Regions from separate parts of the Ovis aries genome. Here region 1 is linked to region 2. The links are chromatin contacts, called in public Hi-C maps. All regions are on one chromosome and are shown on one strand. The core of a region is the stretch at or near the end of the contact, and the rest is flanking DNA. Distances in the headings are between cores, read along the strand shown.

Region 1 (4,344 bases), core at 1,379-3,878, 35 kb before region 2:
AGGTTCAGATCAGGGATGCTGCTAAACACAATTCAATGTGTAGGACCGAGCCCTCCCGCAAAGAATTATGTGTATCCCAAATGTGAATAGTACCAAGCCTGAGAAATCTTGCCATAAACTAATTAATTCTCTTTTTGAATAGGTTAACAAAAAGAAATCAGAGATCAGTGTACCAGTCTGGCAGAAAATCTCATTAGGGAATTCATGCCTTTTTTTTTTTCTTTCTTTCTTTTTTTAGGAGCTGGGGGTGACTCCAGTGCAAAGCTCTTTCCTAATGCCATAGAGGTGCCCTGGGAACACAGATGGTATTTTCACCACTTGCTCGCTTCTGAGAGTGACAACTGACCTCCCAGGAATCCTTGAAGTGCTAGGAATGTAACTCTGTTAAGGAAGAAAACTCTTAGGGCTTTTAAAGTCTAGCAAAATGTCACAAGTGAATTGTGCTCCCAGGGAGGGCAGGGGAAGGTGTATTTTTTTTTTCTCCAAGTACCCTGTCCTGGCTTCCCCACTATAGTGAGACTTTTCAGAACTGGCTCTGGAATAAATGATTCAAGGAAACCTGATGCCCTGTCTCTTCTTTCCAAAAAGAGCAAAGGAGCTTTGAGAAAGGATTCTGTTCACACTGTGCTCCGAAAAGCAACTCATTTGCAGGAAACTCAAGGCACCGGTATCATTTAACTGTGAAAACAGTAGCCCCAACAGAGCAGAGGTTACCCAGCATGAGAGTCACATCTTATGTTCCTACTTATCTCATCCAACTGGTTCCTGTGAGTGACATGGAAATGAGGTAATATATGTCCTGAAAATGAAAAGATAGTAGCAGTCGGAGGGAGTCTGATGAGGCAAGGAATAAGGGTTGACATGCTATTTTAAAAAATTTGTCCTTGGGGTAGAATTACCTGACATCCTGGCTGGGATTTGGTAGTGTTATGTGCTTAAAAGAACAACCTTTAGCATGGCTGGCACAGACATAAATGCCAAGCTGAGGATCCACAAGATTCCACCCTCTTCTGGGCACTCTCTAATTCTTGTGGGCCATAAAAAAATAGAAAGGTGTGACTGCACGCCTAGAATCACTCTATCTTTTATCCGGTAAATGAATCTTTTTTTGTCTACACATTTGACAAAAGACCACTCATTGTGTGAAGTGGTTTGTTCAGTCCAATTTTGATGAAAACCCTTAAGGACAGAAACATATAGAGTACTTAGCACACCGTGAACCACAAAAGTATTTAATGATGACAGTAATTGGGATAACAGAATGTGCTTTGAGTGGATGGTTGGCACGTCTTTAGATATACTTAAAAAGCTGTAAAAGAGATTCGTTTGTAGATTGAGACAGGAATCCCCAGAGGAACTATCAGTCAGTTCAGTCGCTCAGTCGTGTCTGATTCTTTGCGACCCCATGAATCGCAGCACACCAGGCCTCCCTGTCCTTCACCAACTCCGGACAAAAAGCTGGAAAAGGACAAATGCTTCTGGGTGATAGCAAAAACTATTTCAGATTAGATCATTTGCCTCAAATCTGTTTTCTTTTATTTCTGAATCCATTCATTTAATCATTCCTTTATTTGACAAATGCTATGTTTTATTAATATTTATGGTTCCTATTCAATTATCCTTTCTTTTGTTCAATAGTTATATAAATTGTATCAGTTGTAATAATATAGTGGCAAATGATCCTTGCCTTTAGGGTGCTTAGGATCTAGTGAAATATGCATTCATTCATTTATTAAAGTGTTTATCATGTGCCCATATGTTCTGGGGATACACTGAGAAAGAGCACAGGACACTCAAGAAATGGAATTAGATTCACGTGGATGGAAGGGGGCTTCCCATGGTGGTTCAGTGGTTAGGACTCCATGCTTCCACTGCAGGGGTGTGGGTTCAATCCCTGGTGGAGGATCTAAGGTCCTAGTCACTCTGGAGTGCAGCCAAAAAAAAAAAAAAAATACACAGTGGGTGGAAGGAAGAGCAAAAGCAAAGGCCTTGAGGCACCTATGAGCATGAGGAGCTAAGGTCCTATTCACTGTGAAGTGCAGCCAAAAAAAAACCCACCATATATATATATAATGAAAATAAATACACAGTGAGTGGAAGGAGGAGCAAAAGCAAAGGCCTTGAGGCACCTGTGAACATGGCTACAGTCCAGTTAGTGGACTAAACCCGTCCCTAAACCCTTCCAATATACAAATGCTAGAGGTGTTACTAGATTTGTGTACTTCAGTTTAATATATATGTTACAGAAAAATCATACGTGACCCGATTAATTTTTCCAGGTTTTTTTTTTTTAAAGGAATAGTGGCGTTTTCTCTTCACTGAAAGCAGGGGAGAAAACTTTCAAACAACCCACTTGCAATTCTCCGCATTTTAACTTCGGTCTCGCGTCTGGGAACTCCTCCTAGGTCCTTGAAGCTAGGCAGTGAAGTAAAAGAAGCAACTACAACCTCCTGACTACAACTCCCAGGAGACATTGTGACCACATCCTCTGCGCAAGCTCGACCTCTGTGACTGCATACGGCACCGAGCCGAGGAGGAGGAGGCTTGGTCCTAAGCCGCGGGCCGTGGGCGGGGCTATAGGCGTGGTCATAAGGGGGCGGTGCTGCCGGCGCGGCCCGGAACACGCTAGTGGAGCGGAAGATGGCGGCGGCAGCGGTGGCTGCAGCCGGGACCCTAGTCGGGTTGAGGCGGAGGAGCCGCCGGTTCTGACCTCGCTCTGGCTCCAGTGCGCGCGGCGGAGCGTGTGCGAGGCCCCGCGCGTCGGGCAAGGGCGGCGGCGGTAACTGCACGCCGCCTTGAGGAGCGTCCCGGCGGCGGCTCGGCTGCGGCTGAGGAGAGAGCCGGCTCCGGGCCTCCGCGTCCTCCTGTTCCCCGGGCCCCCCGCCTCCTCGGGGGGGCGGCGGCGGCGATGTTCTCGGTCCTCTCGTACGGGCGACTGGTGGCCCGCGCCGTGCTCGGCGGCCTCTCGCAGACCGACCCCAGGGCCGGAGGCGGCGGCGGCGGCGGCGGCGGCGGCGGCGACTACGGGCTGGTGACGGCCGGCTGCGGCTTCGGCAAGGACTTCCGTAAGGGCCTCCTCAAGAAGGGCGCTTGCTATGGGGACGACGCGTGCTTCGTAGCCCGGCACCGCTCCGCAGACGTGCTTGGTGAGTGCCCGGCCGGGTCCCCCCTCCCCAGCCCCGGATCCGCCTCCTGGGGACTCCCCTGCTCGGGGCTTTTCCAGCTCCTCCAGGCGGTAAGAGGAGCCAGTGAGCCAGTAGTAGCTCATTGTACGGAGCGCTTACTAGGTGCCAGGCGCCGTGCCAAGCGCTTGAAGGTGCGTTTTCCACTTGATCAACCCCCATTTTAGAGATGAGGAAACTGAGGCGCTGAGCGGTGGAGCCACATGCTCAAGGTCACACACCCTGAGAATGTGACCAGTTTGTCTGAGTCCGGAACCGCACTGTTAGTCACTTGGCAGTGCCAGCCCCAGACGACCTCGTTCCCTTCCCCGGCGACACCTGCAGGCTCCGAACCTCGCTCTCACTCCCTCGCTCCCTTCCTCCTCCCTCTGCGTGCCCTGGGGATCCCTGCTTCTTCGAGCTCCTGACGCCTTGGCCCGGCTATGGGTTGCGGGATCCCGAGCAGACTGGCTGTCGTAAGCCCTACACAGCTCAGCCGCATTCTTTCGTCGCCTCGATCCAAGACCAGATCTCCATCCTTGTCGGAGTCTTGCAGCAGAGGCCGCTGGCCTGGTAAAAAATCACTCGCAGTGCATTCTTCCAACTGATCTTGGCCACTTGAGGTCACTTAGGGTGGAAGAGAGTCTCCTTGACCCAAAATAGAATGGTCAAACCCTCTTCTCCACTGCGGCCAAGAAAGCCTTGAGAATTGGTTAAAGCCATTTCAGGCCACAGGTGCTTCAGAGGGCCTAGTCCAGTTACATCTTAGGGGTTGGGAGTCTTTAGAGTTAGAGCTTGCAGAAATGGCTAAATAGAATTCAGAAGCGATCAGAAACTTTATCATCATGCATGTCTTTGGAGGCAGTGCGTATGCTATAGACTCCTATGCCATTTAAATCTCTCTTAATAAATGGAGCACTTCCTGTGAAAATGAAGGACACGTTGTCATTGAACTCAAGTTCAAATGTCGCTTTGTTTTCACTTCTCAGGTGAGATTGAGTAATTTGACTACTTTAAATTGCATATACTGAGCCAAAGCTTGGCATTGGAACACAAGGTCCTGTAATTTTATAATGATAATTACTTTTTAATTTGGTCTCAGAATAAGTGTATTATCTTTGCTTTTACTCATGTACTGTGTATGAAGATAGCACTAGAAAAGTTGTTTTCAGTTTAATTTATG
Region 2 (4,869 bases), core at 875-3,374:
CACAAACATTGTGGGCAATTCATAAGTGTAGTAAAATGGGTAATGAACCTGTTGTAAAAGTAGAAGCATCCTAGCAAATACAGATTGTCTCTACTTAATAGTTCTTATTAGGCCAAATCTTAGGTCCAAACTAAGGTAAAATGATGATTACTGCCATCTTTTAACTAGAATGAGCATATTATATAAGCGCTCCATATTACCCAACTAAAGTTTATTGCTGACTCCTACAGAGAGGGAAGCATTTTTTTTTACTTTCAGAGTAAGGCAGATTACCATAATTGGAAGAAAATTTGATTATAGGCCCTTCTTCAGTTGGCTGTAGTAGCACATCGATATTAGTCACATTGGAGTGAGGCAGACTCAGAACCCCAAGACCTTGGTAAATGTCAAGTTCAGCTAACAGTTTTTGGAGAAACAGTGTTTTTCATTTTCCTTTATTTGATCCTTGTTGTTTTGGCTTCCCAGTGCTAGAGCACCCCTGCAGTACCTCACACGCTCTCTTTGGGACAGTTTGGTCAGGGCAGCACTTGGCCTGTCCTGCCAGTGAGGTGGAGGCTGCTTCCCCTGGAGCCCAGAGACAGTTTGCTAGCATGTGATTGCAGCTCGTGTTTCAGTGCAGTCAAAAGTTTCCAGCAGCACAGTATGTTCAATCAAAATGGGCAGAACTGCAGCTGGCAGAACACCAAGCTCAGGGGTGGGAGTGTTGGGAGAAGAGGACGAACTGTCCAATGGCAGCGAGTCTCTCACAGACAGCATAGCAAAAGACACTCCTGGGGAAAGAAAGACCTCAGCATAAAATAGAGCTTCAGTGCCAACCTGGTCATTAATCTAAACTTCTAGAGGCTGATTCGCTTCCAAAGACTGAGCAAATGTGCAATGTCTTGTATTGTTTCTCTTTATTCCATGGAAGAAATCGACCTGGTTTCTACCAATTTACAGTCTGTTTTAGTGTGTGTCTTTTTTTTTTTTCCTTCTCTTGGCTGCTTGTTATCCTTTGTTATCAGTCTCTCTTATCTATAAAATATTATTTGAACCTTAACTTACAAATTTCCTTTAATAGCTGTTTTGACAACAGCTATTGTTGTTAAAACAGCTATGTTATTGTATAAATGTATAAGTGAAAGCTAGTTTGTTCCTTGTCAGAAGCCCGTTACAGAACTTTTTGGTGTGGTGCTGCTTTCCTCAGTCAACAGAAAACAAACTAGAAATTTTCTTAGTGTAAATCCCCAGCAGGCATGGGTAGGCTGTTTGTTTTTATGTTTTCCCTTTACAAATTTTATAGTACATCACTTAAACAATTTAGTGTTTTTTGTTTTTTTTTTTTTGGTGAGGCTTAAGGTGCTTTGGTTCTGGCCCCTGCCTTCTGGGTCAGTGTATGAATTTTTTCCTGGCTCTTGTTCCCTAATTACACGTTTTAAGGCAAATTATCAGATATCTCACCTTTCCCTTACCTTGGAAGCCTGGAAGTGGTAGAGCTGGCCTTTCAAAATGGCTGAGAATCAGTCTCCAAGGGAGCCATGAACTCTTTGAATATATTATCTTCTCTTTTTCTCCCCACCTGGGCTTCTGTTTTCTTCTTGTAAGTCTCCCCTCTATCTTTTTAAAAAAGTTTTACACAGATGTAATGAAAAATCTACCACCTGTCCTCAGAGGCAGCCAGTTATGTTTCTTTGAATCCTTCCAGATTTATTCTCTGCATGTAGAAGCGCCTGTATATATAGATCTTTCTTTCTCACACACACAGTACCTTGTTCTTTTCATTAACAATATTGAGTCTTTACCCAAACTGGAGGATTAGTTACTGTGATTCTTCATTCATTAACTATTTCTTGAAGACGTATTATGTGCCAGGAGCCCTTATAAATAAGTAACCTGTGCGTGATGAGAACTTTGTAAGCCCTGAGAGAGACAGTCTTTACTCTGCCAGAGTGAGGGTGATTTATTAATATTTATTTGGTGTTACTGGTAATATACCAGTAATTACTAGCATTATAGTAAGAAATACCATTGTAGATATTTCACAGGAATTAATTCTTATAGGACTGGCATGTGCTCCTCCATAGTGCTCATTTATTCCACTAGAACACAGCCTCCAAATTCAAGCCTGCAGGGAAACTGATGAGTGGAAAGTGAGTAAGAGAGGATGGAATTTGGCACTAAAGAATTAGGAAACAAAGACTCATTTCCACTAGGATTCTAGAGGCATTTTAGTGTCTGACTCAGAAAAGAACCCCTCTTCCTTTTAAAGCACATGTGACTAATCATCAAACTCAGTTTTACTTGATAGTTTTTGTTAAGCTTTTGAAAGATTTATATCAGAGTTTTCAGTTTTTTTCAAGGTTAAGAATTTCAGAATAGTGATTTTTATTATTGACTGCTACTATAAATTAGTTTTCCTTAAAGCTTCGTTATATTGTAGCATCGTCCCCATTGGAAACTTCTAACAGTATCTCTAAAGGGCTCTGCTAACTTTGCCACCACCCTGTCCTTGTTACAGCCCAGATGCCGCTGATAGCACATCTTTTGATGTCCAGTTAGGGGACATTATCCTGACAGCGACAGATGGACTCTTTGACAACATGCCTGACTATATGATCCTTCAGGAGCTAAAAAAGTTAAAGGTAATTAACTCAAAGGTGGGCCTTTAGAAACAGTGACCCTCCCTGGACAGCCGAGTTTTTTTTATTAATTCAGTTGCGTAAGCTCTTTTTGTAGTTTTGGAAAGGACTACTTCGTGAATTTAGGAAAATGAAAATGGTTCTGATCTTGTTCTAAACAGTTGTAGACAGAAATATTCACAGTTGGAAAACCTGAGGGAAAAAGAGGCTTCTCATCCAAGCCCCTCTTTAGTAGGGTGGTAAAGGTAGGAAAAACTCTGATAAGAGATTTGTGTTTTTAATTGTGTTTTAATGGTATTTAATGGTGTTGGTTGCTGGTTATCTTTTTCATTTTTTAGTCTTGTAACAAACCCAGCAGGTGTTGAGGCTGGGAAAGATAGGAAATCATCATACCAGAGCCAGCCAAGGCAGCAGCCAAGGGTAGCAAGCAGCTAAGGGCCTTGATGTGATCTGAGCTGTCACCAGTAACAAAGCAGTTCAGACTTGGCCCATATAGTGAGTGGAAGGAAATGAAAGCCAGTCTGCATATTCTCCTGGCTTTGTGAAGTACTGACTTGGGGGGATTGATCTTTTCTCATGTTTTTACTACTAACCAGTATGACCTTGAGTTTTCTAAACTTTCTTAGCAGTGTTTTTCTCACCTATAAAATAGGGGTGGGACAGTTCAAAGACCCTGTTCTGTAGGGCTGTGGTGAGGATGAACCAAGACTACGCACTAGAAATCCTTAACACCATGCTTTGTCTGTGGAGCTTAGGAAGGTCAGGTGCTGCTGACACATGCTGGCACTGTGCCATGTGTGTAACACTGAGAGGCAGAAATGACACATTCCCTGACCTTATGGGGCTTACATTCTAGTGGAGGAAGACAGAGAATACAGAGAAAGAATAGAAATAGTGTTGTTGCTAAATAAAAAAGAAAAAGCATGGAGAAGAAATAGAGAATAGAGAGGGCTTTTCAGTGGGGTAACTGGCAGCATTTACTTGGAGAGCAAGCACACTGAGCTTGGCCTGGGGTGCACTCCCAAGCAGGGAGAATTTTGAGGTCATCCTAAAATGCTATCAAAATCCGCCCCTTCAATCCCATCCCATTTTAGCAAGAATGCCTTAAGAATTTCAAGGGGGCCGGGGAGATAAAAAAATTCAAACTTCAGGACCCAAGGCCATCCTCACAAAGAACTTTCTCGTTGACGTCCTATGTAGGCAGCACTGGTGATCTTGTTCATTTTAGTCAAGGTATTATGTTCCACTGTCTTCTCTAACTGGAACAAAATTTAAATGGTGGAAACTATGATTAGATAAATCTTACTGTCTTAAAAAGTGATGTTTACCTGCATGTAGAAATCATGTGAGGCATTTTGGTAAAAATATCTCCCTCATATTTTTGTATTAGAATTCAAATTATGAGAGTATACAGCAGACGGCAAGAAGCATTGCTGAGCAAGCTCATGAGCTGGCCTATGACCCAAATTATATGTCACCTTTTGCACAGTTTGCATGTGACAACGGATTGAATGTGAGAGGTAAGCATTCTTTGGGAACTTCATAAGGACTAACTGGGGACATAGGGGATGGAGCATTCTGGGCTGTGTGTGAGGCCAGCTGCTGCACTGGGGTGAGACTGCTGAGGGGTCCTCTCCCAGCTGTGAGCTGGTGACTTTGCACAAGGTCAGCAGGCCTGAACACTGGAGGACAGCAAGTGCATGCGTTCCCTACAGAGGTGCCCTTCAGAGCTGCACTTCATTGGCTGCAGAGGCAGGTGGAACCTGAAGCCCTTTATCGCTGCCAATGCTCTGCTTGGATCTGAGCCCAGAAAACCTCTGAGCTCTGCCTGGAGGGCCTGGACATTGCTAATGGTTTAAACATTCTGCCCTTCACAAGTCTGACATTTCACTTCTCCCTTCGTCTGGCTTTGTGGGACTCATTCACAGTATTTGCCTACCAAATTGCTACAGCAAGTTTTTTTGTTTTTTATTAATTTTTATTAATTGTAATTAATTGCTTTACAGTGCTCTGTTAGTTTCTGTCATACAGCAAAGTGAATCAGCCATATGTCCCCTTTTTGGGATTTCCTTCCTATTTAGGTCACCACAGAGCACTGAGTAGAGTTCCCCTGTGCTGTGCAGTATGTTCTCATTAGTTATTTGTTTTATGCATAGCAGTGTGTATATGTCAGTCCTAGTCTCCCAGTTCATCCCACCTGCCTCTGTAGGATGTTTTGAAAAGGGAAGACTCTCCTTGCCTAGAGTCTTCC

What was found. Hi-C and Micro-C count contacts between places; a contact is called where the count stands out from the background.
Region 1: a contact with region 2 is called in a Hi-C map of skin fibroblasts, with 2.3 times the contacts expected there. The contact joins the promoter of PPTC7 here to the enhancer-like site in region 2. A contact is called at or near these places in 2 of 16 Hi-C or Micro-C datasets (skin fibroblasts and tail adipose tissue).

Annotation. Positions count from the first base shown.
Region 1 is chr17:54,477,198-54,481,541 of ARS-UI_Ramb_v3.0, reverse strand. It overlaps PPTC7 (protein phosphatase targeting COQ7), which reads left to right and starts at 2,628. Exons shown (of 5, transcript XM_042234599.1): 1 at 2,628-3,146. The coding sequence starts at 2,909.
Region 2 is chr17:54,440,971-54,445,839 of ARS-UI_Ramb_v3.0, reverse strand. PPTC7 (protein phosphatase targeting COQ7) reads left to right here. Exons shown (of 5, transcript XM_042234599.1): 3 at 2,498-2,621; 4 at 4,009-4,138. Among named protein-coding and RNA genes, the nearest start is that of PPTC7, 36 kb to the left of the region's middle. Within about 2 kb of position 2,124, at least 8 of the 54 cell types and tissues checked have an H3K27ac peak or open chromatin away from gene starts, as enhancers often do.